Regions from separate parts of the Mus musculus genome. Here region 1 is linked to region 2. Evidence: chromatin contacts called from public HiCAR-type data. All regions are on one chromosome and are shown on one strand. Each heading gives the region's core, a stretch centred on a gene start, on an enhancer-like site or on the middle of the called end of the contact. The rest is flanking DNA. Distances are from core to core; before and after follow the strand shown.

Evidence for each region. HiCAR-type assays count read pairs that join an accessible place to other places.
Region 1: a HiCAR-type map of kidney shows a contact between it and region 2, with 3 times the contacts expected there. The contact joins the promoter of Hrob here to the promoter of Tmem106a in region 2.

The regions. Positions count from the first base shown.
Region 1 is chr11:102,247,366-102,250,207 of GRCm38.p6, forward strand. It overlaps Hrob (homologous recombination factor with OB-fold), which reads left to right and starts at 1,517. Exons shown (of 10, transcript NM_153544.3): 1 at 1,517-1,727. The coding sequence starts at 1,725.
Region 2 is chr11:101,580,602-101,583,809 of GRCm38.p6, forward strand. It overlaps Tmem106a (transmembrane protein 106A), which reads left to right and starts at 1,641. Exons shown (of 9, transcript NM_144830.3): 1 at 1,641-1,724; 2 at 2,024-2,103; 3 at 2,957-3,183. The coding sequence starts at 2,976. Nbr1 (NBR1, autophagy cargo receptor) reads left to right here. Exons shown (of 24, transcript NM_008676.3): 24 at 1-1,350. The coding sequence ends at 157.

The sequences.
Region 1 (2,842 bases), core at 267-2,766, 670 kb after region 2:
ATGGAAAACCTGGGTTCTGGGATGTAGGCTGGAAGCAGATCAGAGGACTCAGACAGAGCAGGATGACAAGCTCAGTATAGGGGGAGGGTCCCAGCACTGTTAATTTTGTTTAACCTGGAATGATAACAGCCAAGAGTCCTGGAGTACTATGTGATTCCAGGTATGACCCTGACCAAGCTCACATGCTCACATAGCAAAGAGGAGGTAGAGTTGAGAGCCTATGACCCAGCTATCGAGACTTCAGCATCTACAGTTTAACTGCTATACCATTTTGCTTCCTAGAATTCCAGGGGACTGAGGGTTTTTTTTTTGTTTTGTTTTTTGTTTTTTTTTTGGTTTTTTTTTTTTTTTTTTTGACAGGGTTTCTCTGTGTACCCCTGGCTCTCCTGGAACTAACTCTGTAGACCAGGCTGGCCTTGAACTCAGAAATCCGCCTCCTTCTGTGCTGGGATTAAAGGCGTGGGCCACCACCACCTGTCTGGGACTGAGTTCTTGACTAGAGGCTTCAGGAAGACAACCCCCCTATAATTATGTGCAAAGCATCATGTGTTTGTACACATGTGCCTTGTTCTGAGGAAGAATCCACCAATTTAGTCATATTTCTATGGCTCAGACGGCTACTGTGCTCTGAGGAAAAGACACACCCTGTCTTTCCCGGATCTCTTCATTCAGTCTTACTTGCCTTATATGCTTGAGCCAGGCCTTACCTTCCAGTCCCTGCATGGCCTCCAAAGTAATTTTGTTTATGTTTTTGTTTGTTCGTTTTTTCTGCAGTGTATGTATGTATGGTAGCTGGGACCAGAGTCTTGAAGACGCTTAGTACAATGTTGACCATTGGAATGCACTCCCAGCTTTCAGGCCTATTTTTCTAACATGCAAAGAAGGCACACATTTTTCTGTCGTAGAAACTCTTTAGGGCTGGGCGTATTATTAGCTTAGTGTTGAACATTTGCTTAGCACGTGCAAGGCCCAAAATCGTTCAATCCCTCCTCATTCACCAGAGGATGATGGCGCATGAGGCTCTCTACCTTTTCCTGTCTCTACCAATCAGCTTGGCCTACAAAGTGTGAACCCCCCCCCCCCCCCCGCCGCCCTCCCCGGTTCCATCCCTAGCACCACATAAAACCAGCCACCCCAGCGTTTGGGAGGTAGAGGAAGAACAATATGGAGTTAAGGTTATTTTCGGCTACAAAGTGAGTTAGAGGGCAGCCTGGGCTACACGATCGGCTGCGTTCTGGTGAGGATGAAGTCACTCTCAAATCACCAGTGTGCTCAACAAAAAAAAAAAAAAAAAAAAAAAAAAAAGAAGGGAGAATAAAGTGTATAAGATTTCTCCAAGCTCCCTTTCAACCAGAACGTGGCAGCCGGCTGGACTAGAGGGACCGCTTGGGGGCGACCGAGAGACCTTTGATTTTCCCTTTAAGGCTGCGGCGGAAGGCCCGAGGAAGAAGGACTTTGTGTCGGCAGGATAAAAATTGGTGCCTTCCCTTTAAGGGGGCGGAGCTATTGTTTTGGCGGCGGCTTTGAAAGCCGCTCTGGGTGCACGTTCTTAGGCGCCCCTCTCTCAGTTTCCGCTGCGGTCTTAAAGACGCTTCTCTTGGACCTTGCTCTGGGAATGCGACCGGACATAGTTCCCTACTCTACGTCTGGGTCGAGTTGGAGGTGAACCCTTGAGTCTGACACGGCCGGGCCGACCCGCCGGCCCGAGCCCACGGCCTGTCGTTATGGTAATGCCGCGTCTAAGCCGCCCGGGCTCTGGGGAGGAGGCGTTCCAGCCCCGGGGAAGCCGGACTCCGGGTTGGGCTCCGGGCTCGCTAGTCTGCTAGGACGGGATCTGCCTGGTAGAGACTGAGTGTAGTCTGCAGACCTGGGGGCTAGGTAGGAAGGGCGCGCAACGCGCAGGAGACCTTGTGAAAGGTACCTCCCCCGGACATACAGACCTACAGACAGACAGAAAAATAGTCATCAATCCCTGCGAGCCCAAACGTCACTGGCTTTTGGAATCTTTGCCCCCAACCTCGTGATCTTGGGGTGACTAACATTCAACTCTCCTCTCCCTCCTTCCCTTCCTCTCCTCCTCCGCCTCCTCCTCTGTTTTTATTTTTTTGGGAGGAGGGTGGGTCCTTGAAACAGGCTTTCTGCCCCTGGCTATCCTGTAACTCAGTATGTAGATTAGGCTGGCCTCGAACTCAAAGTTCTGCCTTAGGCGTTCTGGGAATTAAAGGCAGCAGCTACCATGCCACACGCCCTCAATCCCCCACCAAAAACCCAGGCTGTGGGTGTGACACTCGTCTGAGTCTGCTGTCCAGGAAGAAGAACCGTAGACTGGGGCAGTCCACACTCTTGGCAACTTTGCCTTTGGCTTTGGTCCTCTGTAGAAAGAAATCACTGGCTTGATCCTCAGAAACAAGGGTTTCAGGCAGGGTCCTTTCTTGTGTTGGACCAACCTTTGAGATTCTGTTGCAGAATACTCAGGCCTGTTTCCAGAGGTGGTGTAGGCAAGTAATCCCATCCTTTGGGAAAGGAAAGGGTCAGGAGTTCAAGGTCAGGGGCTGGGGAAGTGGCTGAGCAGGTAAAAGGTGGTTGTCTCTGATGCCTCAGTTACATCCCTAGGACCCATAGGGTGGAAGAAGCCGACTCCCTCAAGTTCTTTTCACCTTCACACCCATGCAGTAGTGTACCCCACCCCCACTAAATCAATCATTTTTTTTATATAAGATTTGAAAATTACCTTTATCAACATAATAATGACTTGAGGCCAACTTGGGCTACTTGAGACCCTTATGCTGACCCTGCCTTTGTCTCCCTTAGCAGTCGCCTCTCTTTTACTATCTCCCCTTTC
Region 2 (3,208 bases), core at 391-2,890:
TCAGACCACAGCCCTGATGGCCCATCTCTTTGAAATGGGATTCTGCGACAGGCAGCTGAACCTAAGGCTGCTGAGAAAACACAATTACAATATCCTGCAGGTTGTGACAGAGCTCCTTCAAGTGAATAACAACGACTGGTACAGCCACCGCTATTGAGGACTGACCTTGTATTAAATAACTGCCTGCCGCTCAGAGGTGGTCTCTCTGCTGTCATTGAGTGTGGGTGGAAGCCCTTGCTTGCTTTTTAATCTGATGAATCTATGTCTCTGAATTGTCAAAACAGTACCTGTTACAGTATTTTTTGGAGCAAATCAAAGGCCAGAACTTAAATTTTCACTGTAGAAATGGGATGAATGGTAGGAAGACAGTTTTCAACTCAGCTGGACAGAACTCTCGCCGCTGTAGTCCGTGGAAGCGAGTAACTTGGACTTCCTTAGATCGCTTTTCCTTCTGCTTGTATTGAAATTGAGTATTTTCCTTTGGTTCATGTGGATGTTTTTAATGGGCTGTTAAATATTAGTTTGGTTTTTGTTTTTTAAAGATTAACCTTGAATGTTTCCAAGAATTATTCACCTAGTTTCTATAACCAATCGCAAGCCTCATAGCTACATAAAGACAGCAGATCAAGAAAGTCATGTTCCTCAAAGACTTAGAAATGAGGAACACTTTGCTTTCAGAAGGCCTAGCAGGAACCTGGAAGGACAGGAGGCATTCGGGTTAACCCACAGCACCCACTGAGCAGTGTCTGTCAAAGTAATTTTGCATAAATTTTATTTAAGGAGAATCCTGGGTAGTGTGAAATATTTTGCTAATCCTATGGGGGGGGCACCTGTTACAGAAAGGGAAAGTTAGTAGTCGTCCTTTTACTGACTGTCACAGTGGATTGGAAGGACAAGCATGTGCAAATACTCATCTCAGTAAGGTCGGGTGTGGGTGAAAGGACACAGAACTGCTGCTGACTTTCCGAATGTGTGGAATCCCCTTGTGAGGTATCCAGCCCTAGAAAGCCGAGAACAGGAAGTAATGCTTTGGGGCTAACCCACAGAAAGGTTAGTTTACCATTAGAATAGATGGGAAGAAGGCTCTGTCAAGAGTTCTAGGTCTCATTTAGTTTATAAAGGGAAGCTTTGGGTCCAGATGGTGAAAGAAAAGGCAACACAACACTAAAGATTTTATTCATGTTTGAGAAAAGGTATCTGAACTCCAGCTCAAAGGGGATAGTTAAAATAGTATTATTTAACTTAGTTGGTATTTATAATAAATGGCGATCTTAATTACTCATAATATGTTTATTTACAATCTAACTCTTGAATGCTTCTAAATAAACCACAATTCAAACTGCAAGCCAACCAAGCTGTTTATTGTTTAAAATGTTTTCCTGGGGTTTGGGGTAGAGGCAGAGCCCCATGATGTGAGAAATTGGGTATATTTGGAGGGACCTGTCCATCTAGGTCCAGTTTTTCGTTCCGTTGTACTTGCACGTAGCAACTTAAAAGAATTGTGAATACGTGTTATTTGAAACTCGTACCTGAACTAGTTTGGTCCTGGCGATAGCAACATTTGTCCTGTGAGACTCGCAGAGCCGGAAGTGTCTTCCAGTGGCCTCTCAGGAGGAGAGGGCGGGGCGGGAGCGAGGGGCGGGGCCGAGCCCGGCTTGGACTCCGAGCTTGTGTTAAATGTGCAGCTCCCGCAGTTTCGATTTTGCTGAGGGCGTTGTCACCTGGTAAGGCGTCCCTGGGACCCCATCTCTTTACCCTTTTCAAAGCAAGAATTCAGAGACGTTTGGGCTTACTCAGCGCCCAACACGTTGTTGCCCAAATTTGACTAACGGCCAGTGAGGTGGGATTTAAAATCCTTCCTCGATGAAATCCTACCTTTTCCTTCCTTGCCTACCATAGCAGAATCCCCTAGTAGAGAGGACTTGACCCTCCCGGTAGACAAGAGTCCCTGCTCCCCACTTTCAACACATTGACTCTCTCTGGTCTCCGCTGAATTGAGCTGTTCAACTCCACCCTACCCTAGAGGCCCTTCTCCCCAAAGGAGCATTCCAGAAAACCCAATCTTGGAGCTGAGCAGAGCCTGGAATCCCAGACCTAAACCAGGTGAGTAAGGGTCTTTATTTTAGCCCAGGAAGATGTGAGTATCCTAAGGAGTTACTGCGTCATTCAAGCCACTACTCAGGGATTGGGGGCAAAGTTCAGATTTGGCCTTGACCTTGCCTTAGGAAGAACAGACTCCGAAGTCTCAGAAAGCAATGAATGGATCAAGGCTCCCTCCCAGTCCAGTTTCACAGGGTTTCTTAGCCACAGCTCTTTTTTTTTTTTTTTTTTTTTTTTTGGTTTTTTCGAGACAGGGTTTCTCTGTATAGCCCTGGCTGTCCTGGAACTCACTCTGTAGACCAAGCTGGCCTCGAACTCAGAAATCCGCCTGCCTCTGCCTCCCGAGTGCTGGAATCAAAGGCGTGCGCAACTCTGACCCCTTAAGCCCTGCTTTTCCAGCCAAACTCCCGAATAGAAAGAAGCCTGCCTTCTACACTCCCAATCAGATTTCAGGCCTATCTGCTCTGGGATTTCTACAGAGTAATCACTTGATTAGAAAAGACAAAAGGACCCTTCCATAATAGGAAGCTGTGCTTCCCGCTCCTAGTCCTACCCAGCTTCCCTGTCTTTAAAATAAAGGACAGCTCAGCTTTTCCTGGTTTAAAAAAAAAAATTCTACATTCACTTGCAGAAATCCCTTAAAGTGAAATAACTTCTGCTTTTCTTTGATTTCCTCTGAATTGAACTCTTACTTAAAAAAAAAAAAAAAAGAGTTCCAAGGCACCTCCCAAACTGTTCTTCCCTAAGCAAAAGCTTCTTAGATAATGGTAGGGCTTCTTGGCAATCTTAAAAACTTAAAACCTCACATCAGTGCTAACAGGTTAATAGCTCTGAACCTTGTTTTATTTCTCATTAGTGAAAAATTCCGCTGGACTATGGGTAAGGCAGTCTCCCAGCTCACCTCTCGGAAGGATGAGGACAAGCCTATCCTACCTGATAACCCAGCCATGGCCAGCCAGGCTGCCAACTACTTCAGCACTGGTAGCAGCAAGCCAGCACACTCCTGTATGCCTTATGAAAAGGCTGCTAGTTCCAGCTTTGTGACTTGTCCTACCTGCCAAGGCAATGGGGAGATCCCCCAAGGTGAGTAGCCCAAGGCTCTGGAAAT